Linked DNA regions of Sus scrofa: all the other regions are linked to region 1. Evidence: chromatin contacts called from public Hi-C and HiChIP or PLAC-seq data. All regions are on one chromosome and are shown on one strand. Each heading gives the region's core, a stretch centred on a gene start, on an enhancer-like site or on the middle of the called end of the contact. The rest is flanking DNA. Distances are from core to core; before and after follow the strand shown. Region 1 holds the start of ZNF592 (zinc finger protein 592). Region 2 holds the start of IQGAP1 (ras GTPase-activating-like protein IQGAP1). Region 3 overlaps SLC28A1 (solute carrier family 28 member 1). Region 4 overlaps ZSCAN2 (zinc finger and SCAN domain-containing protein 2).

Region 1 (2,687 bases), core at 96-2,595:
CCTTTAAACCTGGTTGGAAGAAGTGTGCCTCTTCTCAGATTTCTTAGCACCCCCCCATCTCGTTTTCCTTTTATGAGATCATGCACCATTAATTATTCTCTCTCATCTTTTTATTCTCCCCTATCAGCTCTTTTGAGTGCACCTCCTCAATTTAAAAGAAAAAAAAAATCACCTTTCTCCTCTGCTCCAACTACCCCTGGAGCTATACATAAGGCCTGCTTTTCTTCCCCTCTCCCTGCCAAACTTCGGGAAAGAACCACCACCCTTTTTACTGCCTTCAGCGCTTCACTACCACTTACTCCCTACTCAAGAGCTCAGCTCAGCTTAGAGTCTGGCCCACAGTCGGACCGGGCTGAAAGTTCCACCCCTCTTGAAGATTGGCCTGTCCTTCCCCGTTCTTCAGACGCACTTCTCCACGGTTGGCAGTGGGTGCTCACTGCCAGACACCAGGGCCTCATCTCTGGGTTCTCACACTATCACCTGGCTGTTGCCTTAATTCCGCCTGTCTCCAGGTACGCTGGGCTCTTGGAAGGTCCTGCTGGTCACCTTCTGGGCCATCTGCCCACCTCTCCGTTCTCACCTTGCACAGTCCTAGCTTCCCCTGTAACTCGGAGGTCTCGCCGTCTATACCCTGGGAGGCACCCGTTGCCAGGCCTTCAACTCTGTTCACCGCGGGTCTCACGGTTCCTCCAGAGGCTCCATTCCTCCGGGCCTTCGTGCAGGTCTCTAGATATAGCAATGACCCAACATTGAGGGCGCACCTAGTAAGCGCCAGGCCCATGCCCCCTCTGCTACCTTTCACATAGCTGCCTACTAGGCTCCACTAGTGCCAGATCTGAGGGAAGAGGACGCCGTCTCAGCTCCTGAGGCGCTCGCCCTCCGCTAGGGCGACACAGCCGCGTAGGCAGATCGTGGCCCTCTAGTGGGAGACCTCGGCCCCGACCTCGGCCCTGCCCGGGAGGCGCGTCAGAGGACGAGAGGCCCAAGTCGCGGAGAGCGGCCGCTGGGCCGGTACCGCTCCGGGTGCTCTGCTGGGCAGGAGAGGCAGGCGAGCCCGCGGGCCGGGCCCGGGTCCGCGAGGTTGGGGTTCTATTTCTTCCCCGTGCCTCCCCTGCCCCGCCCGCCGCCGTCGGGTCGGTGCCGCGCAGCCCGCCCGGGACGGGAGGCGGGAGGCCGAAGGCAAGAGGCGAGAGGCCGGGCCCAGACTGGGGCTGGGGCAGCCGCTCAGCCACACCGCCCTGGGCCGGGCGCCCAGGTCCGAGTCGCCTTCCGCCTCCCCCCACCCCCCCGCGGCCCCAGCCAGGTCCCGCCGCCAGGCCGGCTCCCGCCCCCGCTCCGCCCCCGGAGCCGCAGCCCCGCCCGCCACCGCCGTCGCCATGTTGTGGCTCCCGCAGCCGGCGCTGGGGACGCGCGCGGCCGAGCCCGGGGCCTGCAGCCGCCGCCGCCGCCAGGTAAGCGCCCCCCGCGGGCCGGGCCGGGCGGGGCTTGTGGGCCGGGGCCGCCGCCGAGGCCGCCCTAGCCTGAGCCGGGGCTGAGCGGAGCCGGGGCCGAGCCCGCGCCCGCGCCGAGGCCCGGCCCTGCAGCCAGGCGGACCCTGCTCGCCGCCCGAGGCGGCAGCCACTTCCCCCGACCGCCGCCTGGCGGGCCCCGGCCGCCACCCCACCCCGCCCCCGGCCGACGGGCCGCCTGCCCCTTCCGCCGCCCCGACCCGCCGCTACCCGGCTGGGCGGGCATGCTGCTGTCCTCCTGGCGCGGGACGGGCGGCCGCCCTCGGCGTCGGCCCACGGCCCCCTGCCCGGGCACGGATAACGGTGCCACTTTCCCCCGCTGGGGCGTCCTGTCAGTCGGACCGTCTGGGCCGCCCGAAGAGCTGTCGCCGTCCCGGAGTAGACACTTGGGGGATCGACCTTTTTTGGCGCCCCTCCGTTCCCCTTCGCCCCCCCCCGCCCAAGTTCTGACCCCGGGGGAGGTTTCATCGGGAGCAGACAGGTATTCCTGCCCCGGAGTTGGGGGCCCAGGGAGTGACCAGGCCTGTTGATCAGGGTGGAGGTTGTCTCTGCAGGGGCTTTTCCTGCCAACCTGAGGGGGAGGCTCAATGTGACCCGAGGGAGGACGGGGAGCGTCTGCTGGACAGATGGCCTCCTGGCCTTGGATCAGCGCGTGTGAGGGGGAGGGGTCTGTACGACCTGAGGTGTGCCTGCTTCTGAGAACCCCAGGATTATCAGAACTGCTCAGGGATTTTTAACTTTTTTTTTTTTTTTTCTTCTCCATTTTTTCTTTTGCGTAGGCCAGAGATGGCATTAAAAAGCCTGGATTGGAGTAAATTCACAGACCCACCCAGGGCAGTATGTCTAACACCCAGGACTAGTCTAGAATAGAACTGGAGGAGGGGACTTGGGGGTAAGATGGTATTTGGCTTAGGGTTGGCCCACTTGCCTTCAGCTCTGTGTTCCTGGAAGGGCTGTCTGGTGCATCTGTTGGTGTGTAGAGTGTGGCTAAGGATACAGGATGTGGACATGCCTGGCCTGGTGGGTACTTGGTAGGATTTCAGGGATCTGTTTCCTCAAACTCATAGGTACACTACACAGTGAAAGAGAGCAGGAAGCAAGGTGCTAGCACACACATTTTGATCATTTTCCAATGTTTCCACTGGTCGTGGCTTTGATTCATTCAGCAAAATTTTACTG
Region 2 (2,687 bases), core at 123-2,622, 230 kb before region 1:
GGGCACCCAGGATATGGAATAAACTCCAAATTCCTGGGGTTGGCATTCAATGCCTGTCCCAGTTTAGCCGGACTGCTTTGGGAAACTCCTCTCCCTCCCCTCCCCCTACCACTGTGCACTCCACACCGCTCAGTTCCCAACCCGCACAGGGCTCTTCTGCTCGTCAATACCTTAGTTCACACTCTTCCTCTTCAGGTCACGTCTCAGGCCCCACCCTGCCCTGTCAAAACGCACAGCATCCTGCAGGGCTCTGTTCAAAAGTCCTCTCTGGGTTCCTCCTGCCTTCCCCAGGCCCCTCCCCCACCCCCACCTTATAGTGTAAGTCCAGCTGGTGCAGGGCATCTCTATCACTCCTTATTATCATTAGATAGTACACCTGCCTGTCTCTCTGATAAAAACATTCTTTCAAGGCAGGGTCTGGTCTTACTCATCTTTGTCACCAACGTGACACAATACCTCGTCGTATATAACTGTTGAGTGAAAGTATCTGAAAACACAACATTATTCATAGAATATAAAATAAAATCGAAAACCTCCAGACTCCAAAGGCCTCTCCTTTGCCCAGTGGTAACTAATCCGCCCGCAGTTCAGTGGGACAGGTACAGAAAATGAGGTTCGGAAAATGAGGAAGTCGGAGGTTTGGGGTTTTTTCCCCTCCACTTTTGAAATCCTGCAGAGGGATCCCGAGAAAGCTGAAGTGACCTGCCCAAGACCGCACCTTTCAGCTAGCCTGGGGCCGGGCAGGTCTGGACCCTGAGTCTACCTCGCAGGCAGCACTCGGGCAGCACCTTCTCACTACGCCCGTGCAGAGCCCGCGTCTCCGGTCCCTGGGACACGCCCTGCCCCGTCCTCCTGCCACCTCACCCTAGGCCGTCTCCCCAATCTTGGCCAAGCTGAGTAGCGGGAGGCGCTGGGTGGGGCCCTCCAGCCGCAGCGCCCGGGAGAAGGCGGGGAGGTCGCCTGGGTCCCCCCCGCCGCCGCCTCGGAGACCGAGGGGGCGCGGGTTAGGGTCCTTGCCGTCCGCCACCCCGCGACACCGGCTCTTCCGGGTACGCGCGGCCCACAGCCACCCTGCCCCACCCGCCCAGCGAGCCCCCGGGTAAACGGCGCCTCGGAAGCAGCGAGCCCGGCCCCGAGACCCCCGCGCTGCGGAGCCCGCACTCACAGCCATAGTGTGGCCGAGCCACGCCCAGTCCGTCAACTTCGTCCGTGGCGGACATGGCGGCCGAGCCCGGGTCTCTGCTCAGGAAGCAGCAAAACCTTGGAGGCGAGGGCGGCGGCGGCTGCTGCTCCTGCACAGTGCGCGGGCTGCCCTGGTCCCGCAGGCCCCGCCCCACGCCACCGGCCCCACCCGAAGGCCACGCCCCACACCGCCGGCCCCACCCGCAGGCCCCGCCCCAGCGGCCCCGCCTTGCCGCGCTGACCAGAGTGAGCGAAAGGAGGCGGGGCCTGACCCTCCCAACGCCTCCACTAGCCCCCGCCCTGCGCCCGCTACGCCCTCAAGAGGCGGAAGGAAGAAGGTGGAGCCTGCCCGCCAATCTTGCTGTCAGCTCCGCTCCACTGACAAGGCCCCGACCCGTTCTGGATCCCTGCCCTCGCCGGCCGCCGCCCCAACCGCACCTCCTACAAAAAGGCCACCAGTGTCGGTAGCTTGAAATAAAAAATGTGGGCACCCTCCTTCTCCTGCTTGCCTAGCCAAACTCTTCTGCACCCGAGTGCTCAGGGAAGGCCTCCTTTGAAGTGGCTCAGCGTGTTGTTGTGAACAGAGGCAAGACCCAAACTGCCTTAAGGGGCTGCACAGTCTGGCAGTCTGACTCAGTCTTCTCCCAGATTCGCCAGCAGTCGCCAGATTTGAACTGCTTAACTCCCCTAAGTATTTGAGAAGTGGATGCTAGAGCAGGAGAATTGTCCAGACTTCCTTCCCTTAGTTTCCTTGCCACTATTCTTTGCAAGTTCTTTTTAGGGCACTCTTTGCCTCTTTTAGGGATGCCTCTTCCCTTGCAACTTGTGGCCTGCCCTGAAAATATTGGAATTCAACGGAATTTTGTGCTCAGCCCTCTTCTGTTTTTTCTTTGCCCGCTTTATCCACGCTCACCTTAAAATGCTAAGGAACTCTAAATGTAATTCTCAGACCAGACTTTCTAGAAGCCCTGGCTCATCGTTTTCCGCTGTGTAATGGACATTTTAACCTGTGAAGCCCACGAACATTTTAAACGTGTCAAACACTGACCCTCCTCCTGTTAAAATCTGTTAATGGTGCTCAGTTCTCAGTCGAAACTTCGCGCTTGGTTCACGCCCTACAGGCAATCGGTATTTTTTTCTGAAGTGTCTTGATTTTGTCTCCATCACTACTGTGATTACATTGTTTAGATTGTCATCACCTCTGTTTTCCCTCATGCCAACCAACTCCCTGTTCTTTCTAAAGTGCAAACACGGCCGTGTTCCTCCATTTTATAGTCTTTTGCTAATACTCCCTTCAGGATGTGGTCCAACTTCCTTAGCATGCCAAATAAGCTACTTCACAACCTGGCCCCGGGCTTTTTGCTCAAGCAATTTTTAGTTTATCCACTCTTCCTTCAAAATATTAAAGTGAGATACTTGAAAACCTATGAAAACAAAATACCCTCATTGAAAAACAGGCAAAAGTTTATTACAAAATCAGAAATTAGTGCTTAAGCTCTTAAGTT
Region 3 (2,687 bases), core at 130-2,629, 170 kb after region 1:
ACAGAGCAACCTGAGGTTTTTTTCTCATGGGCAGTGTCCTGAACCAGGGCCGCTGTGACGGTGAGAGGAGAGGCTTCACCTGAGTAAGGCGGGTTGGGCGGGCTGGACCATCCGGGCTTCTCACACAGCCAGTAGGAGCAAAGGTTTCCAGTGTTCTGCTTACTGAGCACCTACTACGTACCAGACAAAGCACTAGGTGCTTTCGTATCTTCATTTCACAGATGAGGAAATTGAGACTCAGAGTTAAGTGAGATGCCAACGCCAGGATTTGAGCCCAGATCTGTCCGACTCCAAAACTAACACAGACCCACACCTTCGCTGCCCCGGGGATCTGTCCTACTCTTTCTGCACCCTCACCTCCTTGCCTCTTGTGCCCCCTCTGAGCACACGTCCTTCCTCTGCTCCCATATTACTCCTTGTGCAGCTTTTGGAGCACCATTCATTTCCAGGTCAAATTCCAGTGGTATGAATGGGCTTAACCAATCACATCACTGCTGCCTGGCAAAGAGGAAGGAATCTTCGACATGACCCCTACAAAGTGCCTGCTAATAACGCTTTGCATTTGTGTAAAGCACCGTACTTGTTTGTGCTTTCACATGCACGTCTTTAAAGATCCTATTTTTTTCTCTATTAACTATCAAAGAAGTTCTTGCTTCTTGCAGAAGTGAATAAAGTTTTTAAAAAAATCTTCTTCACTCCCACTTCCCATGGAGAACTAGATGACAAGAGCAGTTCTCAAAGGGTGTGTGTGCTCAGGCCAGCAGCGCCAGCTTTACCTGGGAACTTGTTAGAAACACTAATTCCTAGAGTTCCTGTTGTGGTAACGATCCCGACTAGTATCCATGAGGATGTGGGTTCCATCCCTGGCCTCACTCAGTGGGTCGGGGATCCGGTGTTGCTGTGAGCTATGGTGTAGGTCACAGACAAGAAAAGGCTTGGATCCGCATTGCTGTAGCTGTGGCGTAGGCCGGCAGCTCCAGGTCTGATTTGAACCCCTAGCCTGGGAACTTACATATGTTGGGGGCATGGCCCTAAAAAGCAAGAAAAAAAAAAAAAAAAAAAAAGGAATGCAATTCTAGAACTCTCTCCCTTTCCCACATTCTGCCTTGTAGCTCAGCCTCCTTTCCTTCCCTTTCTCAGGCCAGAGTCCAGCCCCTAGCCCCAGGCAGTGGGGCCTCCTCGCAGAAGAGGCCTGTGTACCCATTTCCCTCTAGCTTTACAGAAAGCACAGAGCCCGCAAGGATCAGCCCTGTGGCAGCGGGTCTCCAGCCACCGTAGCTGGCCCGGTGAAAGGCCCATAGCTGACTTTTCCCTCCTCCCGTCCCATCTCTGGATCTGTCCCCAGTCTGTTAACAGGGAAGCTCTCTTCTGCCTCCGCCTGGCTCCTGGATGCCACTGCAGCACCCTGGGCTTTTCCCCAGAGCCCTGTCTCTGTAGCCTCTCCACTCTCCTTTGACTCCCTCCTCCAGGCAGTTCCTCACTATATCTTTGGCTTTGCCCTTAGCCCCTGAATTCCCGAGAGATCCCCCTTATTTTCTCCTCCTTTTTCTTTGTTGCCCAACTTCTGACTCCCTCTGCCCTGCACCCCTCCTACTGCTAAAATCTGGCTAGCTCTAGACCTGCGCTTTCAGACACAGTAGCCAATAACCACACATGGCTATTAAGCACTTGAAGTGTAGCCAGTCTGAAATGAAATCCGCTCTGAGATTTAGTATGAAAAAATGATTAATATATCTTATTAATAGGTTTTATGTTGATTACATGGGTAGAAAGATAATATTTTAGATATATTGGGTTAAATAAAATACATGATTGACATTAACTTCATCTGTTTCTTTTTACTTTTTAAATTGGCTTCTAGACAATTTTTTTTTTTCTTTTTTGGCCACCCTGTGGCATACGGAGTTCCTGGGCTAGGGATCAGATCCAAGCCACAGTTGTGGCCTAGGTCACAGCTGTGGCAATGCTGGATCCTTAACCCATTGTGCTGGGCTGGGGATCGAACCTGCATTCCAGGGCTCCAGAGATGCTGCCAATCTCATTCATCACAGCTGGAACCCCTAGACAATTTTAAATCAATCACAAGTGTGCTTCCCATTATATTTAGATAACACTGGTCTAGATCTTCTCCTTGGTCTGAGATCCCAAGGGTCACTTGACTGAATCCTTTCACTGCGACCTGAAAAGGGACATTGTGACATGTCCTTTTTCAGCATGTTTCCCAAAAGCTTTAAAGCAGGCACTAGCTTTGTCTGTGCTGGCCCCAGATACTGGGTCTCCTTCCTTACCCCTTTGGTTCAGGACCAGTGTGAGATATGTGCTTTGAGCTGTGAACACAGGCTGGGTTGTGCCCCTCAATCAATTGTTCAAGAGTGGAGCCTCTGAGACCAGTTCTGTGAAGTCCCAAGCAGGGCCAAGTGAGAGTCCATCACATGCTTAGTTTTCACTTCTTACTGCCCACCTCACAGCAGTTTTAAGAATTAAATGCAATAATAGACAGAAAACACTTGGCATAATGTTCAAGAAGTGGTCAGGGTTAGAAATCCATCCTTTTAAAACTGGCTCGTTTTATGCTATGTAATTGTCTGGGTTTCTAGCTTTCTTGGTAAAGATATTTTTGAACATTCAAATGAGGGGCTCAGACCCTCTCTGTCTCTTTACATGGGAACCCTTTGGGTAGAGAGAGG
Region 4 (2,687 bases), core at 134-2,633, 160 kb before region 1:
TGGCTCAGCGGTAACAGACCCAGCTAGTATCTATGAGGACATGGGTTTGATCCCTGGCCTCGCTCAGTGGGTTAAGGATCTGGCATTGCTGTGACTGTGGTGTAGGCCAGCAGCTGCAGCTCTGATTGGACCCCTAGCCTGGGAATGTCCATGTGCCGTGGATATGGCCCTACAAAGCAAAGCAAAAAAAAGGGGGGGGATGTTGATGAGGACTAAGATGACAAACTCAGAGGCATCTAGTCTGGAGGTTTCAGAGGCTGGAAAGGGCAGGTAGTTTGGGGGCAGAATTGTGACAATGCCCAGGGACTTGTGAGATGTGAATAAAGGGTCTTGGGGGGCCTGCTGTGAGCCCAGCACTGCCCTGAGCACCTCCATGTCCATCTCACTGACAATCCCATGAGCTAGCAAGGATCCATCATTTTACAGATGTGGAAATGGAAGTTCAAGCTCCTCCTTGAGGTCACACAGCTGGTTAGTGATGGAGCCGGGATTCAAACTCAGCCTGTTTGCTGAGTTTGTGTTTGGTAGATCCCAGGTTTTGTTTTAAGCAAAGTACCCGATTTTCTTCACCCTGAAAAATAACTTTTACTTTTATTCTTCCTACTTAAAAAAGCAAAAACCTCTCAACCTATTAAAAACCTTTACTTTTCTCCTGATGGATGTAGCGAGTTTGTAGTGAACCTCAGGATCAGACACCAAAGAGAGGGCAGAGGCCTGGAGGGCTGCAGGTCTCATCTGGTGTCTCTGAGGCAATGACAGGCTCCCCACCGTGCCAGCCCTCCCTGTCTGGCTTGCTGGAGGGGCCTTGTGCCATTCATCTTCCATGGGACATCTCAGATGAGGAATGTCCCAGACTGAGTGGGTTTGTCAGGGCCCTGATTGCTGTCTTTGTTGGTTTGCATTTGTTTAACCCATGCTCCCGACCTTCCTTGTGATTGCTCAAGAGAAACCTCTGCAGTTAACTCCATCCCTTCTCAAAACGTTTACTCAACATAAGACCGCTTGACCTCTAGTCTGTTTGTCCAGCTCAGGACCTTTGGCCGCACTTTTCCACCACAGGGCATTTCAAGGCCTGGTTAGACAGCAGTTGTTTAATATTTGACTAGCAGGCACCTCTAGGTGCTCACAGTTAAAATATCTTGTGATTCCAGTTGAGATGGGATATGAATTAATGGGTTAACGTGGTAAAGCTCATCTCTCTTTGCATTTCCCATGGACGTTTTCATCCCCATACCCCGCCTTCACTCAGGCTCTCTGTATTTCACCTGATGTCTTGCAGCAGCCTGCAAAGGGAACCTGCCTTCAGCCCCTTCCCCTTCATTGCAGCTGTTCCACTCCTCCCCTAGTGGTCAGGCACTGTCCTGCTCAAATGTTTTCTTGAGTTTCCCAGTGTCTCCACATCAAGCAGGATTGGTTTGTTCTGCTTGCAGCCTGTGGCCCAGACAGCCCCTGGCTGGTCCTCCCCTGACTCACCACTTGCCACAGCTCTTTGTTCCATTCAGACCAGATCTTGCTGTTTTTTTGAACACAGCCTGTACTTTCCAGCAGCCACCTGTGCTCCTGAATTTTGATGTGGAATGGCCTTGTGCATCCCTATGTGATAAAATCTTGGTTGTCTTTGAGTTCCTGACTTTGGAGTCCTGCTCCATAAAGCTGTCCTTACTGCCAGCTCCTCTTTCCTGTCTCCTCTTCCACCTAAGAGCATCTCTGACGACCTCTGCCAGAAGTCATCTCCCCGAGAACATTCGGATTCTCCTTCTTGTTTTGACTTTTTATCATACTGCATCTTGTTTTCTATTTATATGAAGACTTGTCTTCTTTCTTTTAGGAACCTATAATATCCCCAAAGTCAAAGAACCTGTCTTTTTTTTTTTTCTTTCTTCTCTTTAAACCTCTCACAGCACCTGGCACAATGCCCTGCACATAGTGGACCCAGTAAGTATTGTTGGGATGAGGAAATGAATCCTTCCTGCCTCCGTGCAGGTGCGGAGCAGTTCATCTGCTGGGTACATGAAGGAGGCAGACAGCTGCTTCATGCCAGACTTATCTGCCTTTCCTTGAGAAAGCCAAGCTAAACTGCCCCCCCCCTTTTTTTCTTTTTTGGCCACCTCACAGCATATGGAGTTCCCGGGCCAGGGATCAGATCCAAGCCACAGTTGTGACCTATGCCAAAGCGGCATCAATGCCAGATTCTTTAACCCATTGTGCCAGGCTAGGGATCAAACCTGCAGAGATGCTGCTGATCCCATTGTGCCATAGCAGAAACTCCTAAGCTTTCATTTTTGTTTCTTGTTTTTTTGTCTTTTTGCCATTTCTTGGGCTGCTCCTACGGCATATGAGGTTCCCAGGCTAGGGGTTGAATCGGAGCTGTAGCCACCAGCCTACGCCACAGTCACAGCAGTGCGGGATCCGAGCCGTGTCTGCAACCTACACCACAGCTCATGGCAACGCCGGATCTTTAACCCACTGAGCAAGGCCAGGGATCGAACCCGCAACCTCATGGTTCCTAGTCAGATTCGTTAACCGCTGAGCCACAACGGGAACTCCCAAGCTTTCATTTTAAAACAAAATAGTGGGTCAAGCCCAAATTTGGCAGAACACAGCCAGGGGCACTTCAAAATCTAGAAAGGAAGAAGAGATAAGATTGCAGCTTAGACCTGGGAGAATTCTCAGACCAGTAGGTGAGC

Evidence for each region. A called contact is a pair of places that touch in the nucleus more often than the background predicts. HiChIP or PLAC-seq counts read pairs in DNA pulled down with a chosen protein or histone mark.
Region 2: a contact with region 1 is called in a Hi-C map of liver, with 2.8 times the contacts expected there. The contact joins the promoter of IQGAP1 here to the promoter of ZNF592 in region 1. A contact is called at or near these places in 1 of 47 Hi-C or Micro-C datasets (liver) and 1 of 2 datasets of contacts at active chromatin or transcription factors (alveolar macrophages).
Region 3: a Hi-C map of skeletal muscle shows a contact between it and region 1, with 8 times the contacts expected there. The contact joins the enhancer-like site here to the promoter of ZNF592 in region 1. A contact is called at or near these places in 2 of 5 promoter capture datasets (fetal liver and liver), 11 of 47 Hi-C or Micro-C datasets (alveolar macrophages, embryonic fibroblasts, fetal heart ventricle and 6 more) and 2 of 2 datasets of contacts at active chromatin or transcription factors (alveolar macrophages and skeletal muscle).
Region 4: a contact with region 1 is called in an H3K27ac HiChIP or PLAC-seq map of alveolar macrophages. The contact joins the enhancer-like site here to the promoter of ZNF592 in region 1. A contact is called at or near these places in 2 of 5 promoter capture datasets (fetal liver and liver), 10 of 47 Hi-C or Micro-C datasets (alveolar macrophages, embryonic fibroblasts, epiblast stem cells and 4 more) and 2 of 2 datasets of contacts at active chromatin or transcription factors (alveolar macrophages and skeletal muscle).

What each region holds. Positions count from the first base shown.
Region 1 is chr7:52,792,608-52,795,294 of Sscrofa11.1, reverse strand. ZNF592 (zinc finger protein 592) reads left to right here and starts at 1,345. Exons shown (of 11, transcript XM_021098901.1): 1 at 1,345-1,451.
Region 2 is chr7:53,019,164-53,021,850 of Sscrofa11.1, reverse strand. IQGAP1 (ras GTPase-activating-like protein IQGAP1) reads right to left here and starts at 1,372. Exons shown (of 38, transcript XM_021098910.1): 1 at 1,166-1,372. The coding sequence starts at 1,220.
Region 3 is chr7:52,617,988-52,620,674 of Sscrofa11.1, reverse strand. The region is part of intron 11 of SLC28A1 (solute carrier family 28 member 1); the gene reads left to right. Among named protein-coding and RNA genes, the nearest start is that of SLC28A1, 33 kb to the left of the region's middle. Within about 2 kb of position 1,379, at least 30 of the 83 cell types and tissues checked have an H3K27ac peak or open chromatin away from gene starts, as enhancers often do. A contact at or near this core is called in alveolar macrophages, skeletal muscle and subcutaneous adipose tissue, where this site is marked.
Region 4 is chr7:52,950,742-52,953,428 of Sscrofa11.1, reverse strand. The region is part of intron 2 of ZSCAN2 (zinc finger and SCAN domain-containing protein 2); the gene reads left to right. Among named protein-coding and RNA genes, the nearest start is that of ZSCAN2, 5.9 kb to the left of the region's middle. Within about 2 kb of position 1,383, at least 14 of the 83 cell types and tissues checked have an H3K27ac peak or open chromatin away from gene starts, as enhancers often do. A contact at or near this core is called in alveolar macrophages, fetal liver and liver, where this site is marked.